Linked DNA regions of Mus musculus: region 2 is linked to region 1. The links are chromatin contacts, called in public Hi-C maps. All regions are on one chromosome and are shown on one strand. Each heading gives the region's core, a stretch centred on a gene start, on an enhancer-like site or on the middle of the called end of the contact. The rest is flanking DNA. Distances are from core to core; before and after follow the strand shown.

Region 1 (3,175 bases), core at 644-3,143:
AAAGCTTAGAGATAGGCTGGAGAGATGGCTCAGTAGTTAAGAACACTGACTGCTCTTCCAGAGGTCCTGAGTTCAAATCCCAGCATGATACAGTGGCTCACAACCACCTGTAATGAGATCTGACACCCTCTTCTGGTGTGTCTGAAGACAGCTACAGTGTGTGGGACTGGAGCAAGTGGGGAAGGAGCAAGCAGAGGTCCTGATTTCAATTCCCAGCAACCCCATGATGACTCACAACCATCTGTACAGCTACAGTGTACTCATATACATAAAATAAATAATCTTTTTAAAAAAAGCTTAGAAATGGAGACTTGGAGAGATGGCTCTGTGGTTATGAACACTGGCTGGGTTGCACTGGTTGCTCTTCCAGAGGACCCAGGTTTGATTCATAGCACTCACATGGAAGGTAACAGCTGTCTCTAACTCCAGTCCCAGGTAATGTGATTGATGCCCCTTTCTGACATCTTCAGGTACCAGGTATGCATGTGGTGCACAGATATGTATGCAAAGTAAAGCACCCATGCACATTTAAAGAAATAAAATTAAAAATAAATTTATTTTAATAAATGTAATTTAAAGAAGAGATCAGAAATGAGCAAATACTGCCAGAAACTAACCTAATACTACTGAAAGCTTCATCCTTAGTAATCCAGGCTGTCTTTGTGGCCCCAGCTGGCCTCAAATTCTCAGTTGTCTTCCTGCCTCAGCCTCCCATATTGGGATTTCTAGTCCTAAATCTTTTATTTTTCCCCAGTGCAGATTGAATTTGAACCCTCACTCATAATAGGCAAGCTCTGTACAGAGCTACTTTCCATGTGCCTAGAGGCCAAAGGCCGATTTCCAGTGTATTCTTGAAATGCTCTTCACCCCACCAGGCAGCACCTTACTTTTTTTTATTTTTTTTCCCCCAGACAGAATCTCTATGTATAGCCCTGGCTGTCCTGCTGTCCTGGAACTCGCTATGTAGACCAGGCTGGCCTAGACACCACCATCCAGCATCTGTATTTTAAGACAAGGTCCTTTATTGGACCTGAGAGCTGGGATTACAGATGTTGGAAGCCGTGCCTGAGTTTAAGTAGGTGCTGGATTTTCGGAAAACAGATCTTTAGTCTTTAAGGGCAAGTCATTTACCGACAAGCGATCTCACCAGGTCTTTTTTTTTTTTTTTTTTTTTTTTTTTAAAGATTTATTTATTTATTGTATGTAAGTACACTGTAGCTGTCTTCAGACACTCCAGAAGAGGGAGTCAGATCTCATTACAGATGGTTGTTAGCCACCATGTGGTTGCTGGGATTTGAACTCCAGACCTTTGGAAGAGCAGTCGGGTGCTCTTACCCACTGAGCCATCTCACCAGCCCTTTTTTTTTTTTTTTTTTTAAGGGTGGGGGTTCTCAAGGATCCCACGCTGCTCTTGAAGTTGCTATGCAGTTGATGATGAATTTGGGTTTCTGACCCTTTGCTTCTAGAGTGCTGGATTACAGGCGTGCACCACTAACTACTCCAGGCTAGAGCTCTCAATGACTTATTTCTTATTCTTCTGCCACAGGATCTACGTATGTAGACATATGCTGGCTGGCTGGCTGGAACTCGCTTTGTAGACGAACCTGGCCTGGTATTCACAGAGATCTGCCTCCCCAGAGCAGAGCGACCACACCCACCCTCAACTATTTTTAAGAAACCTGGCCGCAGCTGACAGGTCGTAAACAAGTCTGACCCGCATCCCAAGCTCCGCACAGCGTGCGAGCGGGCTAACGGAGTAGCGGGCGAGCGCAGACACCGGGGCGGGGGTGGAGGGGGTGGGGGCGGAGCCAGCCGAGTGCTGGAGAAAACTAGGTCACAAAAGTAAAGTAGGTCTTTGTGCGGCTCTTTACGACACGTCGTGTTTGGACGGGTCTGGCCGTAAAGCAGGCTCGAGCCGAGCAAGCCAAGGCCGCGGACCAAGCTGCTATGGCGGACATGGAGGACCTCTTCGGGAGCGAAGCTGAGAGCGAGGCCGAGCGCAAAGGTGCGGCGGACGGGCGGGCGGGCGGGCGGGCGAGCTCCGCGGATGGGCACATGGGGCGTCGGGTTGCTTTTCGGCCGGAGGCGCGGCGCCGGGCAACGCGAAGTCCCCAAGCTCTTGCCCAGCGCCCCCTGCATGCCCGGCGGTGCCCGCCTCTCCCGGGGAGACCGCCGCGGAGTCAGTGCCTGGAGGATCAGGGACCGGCCTGGACTCCTGGGGGAGCAGAAGGGAGGACGTGTGGCCTGCGCCCCTCCGTGCATACATGGCCAATTGAAAGGGTGGCTGGCAGTGAATGAGTGGAGACATGTTCAACTGCCCATCGGGCGCGGTAACGCCCCGTGTGAAAGGGCGAGTTGATGGGAGAGTGTAGATGCCCCTGAAGGGTCTGGGAGGGATCAGGTTGGAGTTCTACAGAAGGACTACGCACTGGCGATGGGTGCCCTTGGAGAGCCTGTGCGGAAAGCCAGTTTCCTTGTCTGTGATGTAAGAATGGGGAAACTTGTGGAGTGTTTGGAGAGGAGTGACAGGATTTGGTGATGAATGAATGAATGATGGTTCATGGGGGGCATTTCTGGCACAGGTCTACGAATATCTGAATTTGAGATGTGAATAGAAGAATGAGGAAAGATCCGAGATGAACTTCAGAATTCTTGCAGCCCCCCCAGGCCCAAATTAACTTCTATACATGTCATTTTCCTTGCCCCTCCCCCCATTCGTCACCAACTCCAGTTTGTATGTAATTACTCCAGTTGTGGAGGGAGCACTAAGTAAAAGTACAGAGAACTAAACTCTTCCTGTGCCCGGCTTTGCTCATAGTTTATTCTCTGTGTCTTCGAGGCACAATTCTGTGTACACCTTCCCATGTTTTCCATGAAGCGTTTCATTCATTCAGTAAACAAGGATCCCTATCATCTCCTGGCCACCTTGCTAGGGGTTGGGAATGTAATCATGAGAAGACAGGTTCCCGCTCCCCAGCTTAGTGCTTAACGCTTAGTGCTTTTTTGCATCCACTGGTGAAAGCGTCGTTTAGTAAGATGTACCTGTAGTGCTTTCTCATAGCCACCCATAGCTTAGGGAAGTGGAGTGTACAGATGATTGCAGTTCTACGCTTTCTTCCCCTCCCCTTTCTTCCCTTTTAAAAACTTCTTTTAAGGTCATGGCAGTTTTCTTCCA
Region 2 (3,642 bases), core at 804-3,303, 3.0 Mb after region 1:
GGTCCTGGGAGCCCCACCCCAACTACCAAGACCATGGGCCTAAAGGTTTCAAATGTACACCCAAGAAAATTTCTTTTTCTCCCTAACCTCCTTAACTTTATCTTCTGCTCCTATCTGTTATTAGCATCCCAAATCCAGAACAGTCCCACAACCTGGACAGCAAGTTACACAGCCTGCTCTTCTCAGACTTGGTCAGCATTCCAGTTTTGAACCCCTTCCCTGATCATGGCACCCCAATGTCAGCAAAGTAGCCATAGACAATTGCGAGGCCCCTTATTCATTTATTATCAACAAAAGGCTGAGGTGTCTGGATTCAGATCCAGGTGCGCATTTAACCAAAGCCGACCTGGCCTCCAGGTTCTCCCAGGTCCCTCAGTCCCTACCTGTTACAGAGCATGGCTAGCATACTTCAGCCTCTGCCCTGAACCTTTCAGCCAAGGGGCTGGGCTTCCCCTCCGCCAGAAGCAGCTCTTCTCTATATAATGTGGGCATTTTGTGCGCTCTCTCTCGCTCTCGCTCTCTCTCTCTCCCTTCCTTCCCTCCCTTCCTTCTCCCTCTCCCTTTCTCCCCTCTTCTCTCTTCTCTCTCTTCCTCCTTCTCTACCCAACTCTGCCTCTCTGTATGTTCTCTCTCCCTGCGTGGGCACACTCTTTCTCTCTCTCTCTCTTCCCTCTTCCCTCTGTCTCCCTCCCCACAGTGACTACCCTGGCCTTTTTCTTAGGACCAGTGAACCTGCCCAAGAGCAGCTTTCTAATAAACCTGCCTTAATATATTTTAATTTGGCTTGAATTGGCTCATTTCACTAGCAGAGAATAGCTATCACCATCATCTTCAGGAACTCAGCCGGGCCTACTCTCCGAAGAGCATTAGAGGTAGGCTTGTAGATGACGTTCGCTCATAGGGGGTGCGACAATGTCAACGGACCCTCACTTGAGTACCCAGCCACCTCTCCCAATTAGTTGTATACAATTCTGCCCTAATTGCAGGCGGTCCCAAAGTCTCAGGGATGGACTAGATTCAATCTAGAGGCTATAGTTGGGGAAGGATTAATAAAGATGACTCCCCTGCGACTACTTTAAGGTCACCTGTCCCATCCCTCCAAAGCAAACTAACTAGCTATCAATATTGCTTGCTGTGAGCTAACTGGATGAATTAAAAAAAAAAAAAAAAGACTGGGGTGTTCCAAGGGAGGGGGGCCCTAAGAGTGTGGGACCCCCAAACAGCTGAGGAGGCAAGTGAGGAGTGGGGCCGGAGCCCCTCCAGCAGGTCTTGACGCTCACCTTCACATGTTCATAGTAGCTGCCAGTGTTCAGCTGCTCCACACCTTTGAACTCCGACTCCCGTTTCTGCATTCTGCGCAGCAGGCGTTCCACAACTTTATTCACCGTCTCGGCCGCCTCCGAGATATCTTTGCGTTTCAATCTCAATTTGTCCAGCACCTTCTTTAGCTTGTCCGGTTCCTTCCTGGACCCTCGCGGCGCTCTGGGCTGCCCGGTGGAGCGCGCGCCCCTTCTGTGGCTAGGTCCCCTTACGACTTTCCGCGCCTCGGGATCCGCGGGCGGCTGGGGCTCCCGTACGGCGGGCAGCTCCGGATCCAGGATGGCCTGCTGCTGGGGCACCCGGACGGCAGGCCGCGCGGTGGCTCCTGCCGCGTCCATGGCCGAGGGCTGTGCATCTTTGGTGAGCTCAGTGGCCCTTGCTGGATGCACTCGGGGCCCTGGGGCACGTGGCTTCTCCGTGGTGTCCCCGTCACGCTCCGCCCGCCGCGATCGAGCCCCCCTTTGCGGGCCGCAGCTTTCCGCGTGGGCCCTGGTCCTGCTGGGCTGCGTCGGGGCGCGCTTCGCGGACGGCTTCTTAGCGCGTGGCGCCGTCGTCCTTCTACGCGGATCTTCCATATCTGCCGCTCTTCGGTCCGGGAAAGAATAAATCGACTTCGAAGAAAGGCCGCGAAAAGGGGAACTCTCAGTGGCCGCTGGAAATGAAACTTAAATATATGGCGGGAACGTAGCCGGTCAGTATCCGCCGCGAGCAGGCGCAGGAGCACGCGTGAAGTCAGCGCCAGGAAGAGGCGGTCCAAGAGATGCGAACTTTTTCACCAGTGGGGACCAGCAGAGCCACTAGCTGGGGAACCACCCACTGAGCCACTGGCCGGGAAACCTCTCCTTTACCGCACAGACGCGGAAACCACTGACAGCTCAGATGGCTAGATTTGCCGCCTACCACCAAGATGTGTTTCAGGACACTACTGTCTCTCGTACATTTGTAGTTGATAAACAACTTTTTTATGTAAACTTTTTTGTTGTTTTTTGTTTTTTTTGTTTTTCGAGACAGGGTTTCTCTGTGTAGCCCTGGCTGTCCTGGGACTCACTGTAAACCAGGCTGGCGTCGAACTCAGAAATCCGCCTGCCTCTGCCTCCCAAGTGCTGGGATTAAAGGCGTGCGTCACCTCGCCCGGTTTATGTAAACTTTAAATCAAAATTTACTGTTCTTGTTAATGAGAAATAGAAACTCACTGAACCTTTTCAAGTTAGATTTAACTGCTTGGAATTAGTATTTCAACTTATCTTTCTAAAAAGCACACCGACTCTTAAAGAACATATTCAAAGTGCCTGTGTGAGTTTCATGAGCAGCACGGTGTAAGCCATCCTGATTTGGCTGCTGAGATTCCGTAGTCCTTTAATGCAGACTTTCAGAAAGCGATTTCTAAAGTCGGTCTCGTCAACAGTGGCTGCTTCTTTTAAAGTTGTTCTTGGCGGAACTCATTTTGCCTTCCACTGTGCTAACAAAAACAAAAACCTGTCTTCTGAAGATTTACATGGCTCAGAACAACACTTAGTTTTCAACTAACATCAGAATGTTATAATAATAACATTACTATATTCCACACCTTATTATGCAATCCTGTGTGTCCCTTAAAATAAAGCTCAAAAATTGCTGCTCTGTGTAACTTTTTGTAAAGTGTGTGTGTGTGTGTGTGAGTGTGTGTGTGTGTGTGTGTGTGTGTGTGTGTGCGCGCGCGCACGCGCGCGCGTGTGTATGTACCATATATTATGAGATACATGTAGCCTGAATAAAAAGACACCGATCAGTGTGCTGCCATCCTATTGACCCTGCAACTCTCTTCCCTCCTTCCTGTCAATGCCTGTACATGAGTTTTCAAAATGGGAACTTGTCTAACAAGCATTCGCTTTTGAATGGCAAGTAGACACACCTGGGAATGGAAACGCTGCCTACTTTGCAGAAATACACTTGAGCAGGAGACCTCTCTGTGAGGTCTTGCCAGTAGAGTGGCATTCTCCATTATTAGTCTCAGCACTAGGGAAGCAGAGGCAGTAAGCTGGAGATCTACAGAGCTAGTTCTAAAACAGTCAGGGCTATACATCGAAACCCTATCTGGAGGAAAAGAAGAAGAGAAGGGAGGGAGAGGAGGAGGAGGAGGAGGGTGAGGAGGAGGAGGAATTAAAAAGAAGAAAACAGTGCAATAGAGTATGGAATAGGCATGAGCATCGGAGAGAATGAAGTTTGAACAATGATTTTTGAAAGGAGCAAAATTCACTGCGACAACCATACTGTAATTGTAATTCTTTTAGTTGTGAATCTTTCTAGTTAATCAACTCTTAGCATCACCTGTGGGAGCATAGG

Evidence for each region. A called contact is a pair of places that touch in the nucleus more often than the background predicts.
Region 2: a contact with region 1 is called in a Hi-C map of B cells, with 6 read pairs. The contact joins the promoter of Cgas here to the promoter of Leo1 in region 1. A contact is called at or near these places in 1 of 39 promoter capture datasets (erythroid cells) and 1 of 484 Hi-C or Micro-C datasets (B cells).

What each region holds. Positions count from the first base shown.
Region 1 is chr9:75,439,631-75,442,805 of GRCm38.p6, forward strand. It overlaps Leo1 (Leo1, Paf1/RNA polymerase II complex component), which reads left to right and starts at 1,894. Exons shown (of 12, transcript NM_001039522.1): 1 at 1,894-2,005. The coding sequence starts at 1,948.
Region 2 is chr9:78,441,184-78,444,825 of GRCm38.p6, forward strand. It overlaps Cgas (cyclic GMP-AMP synthase), which reads right to left and starts at 2,054. Exons shown (of 5, transcript NM_173386.5): 1 at 1,281-2,054. The coding sequence starts at 1,895. It also overlaps a transcript of Mto1 not described here.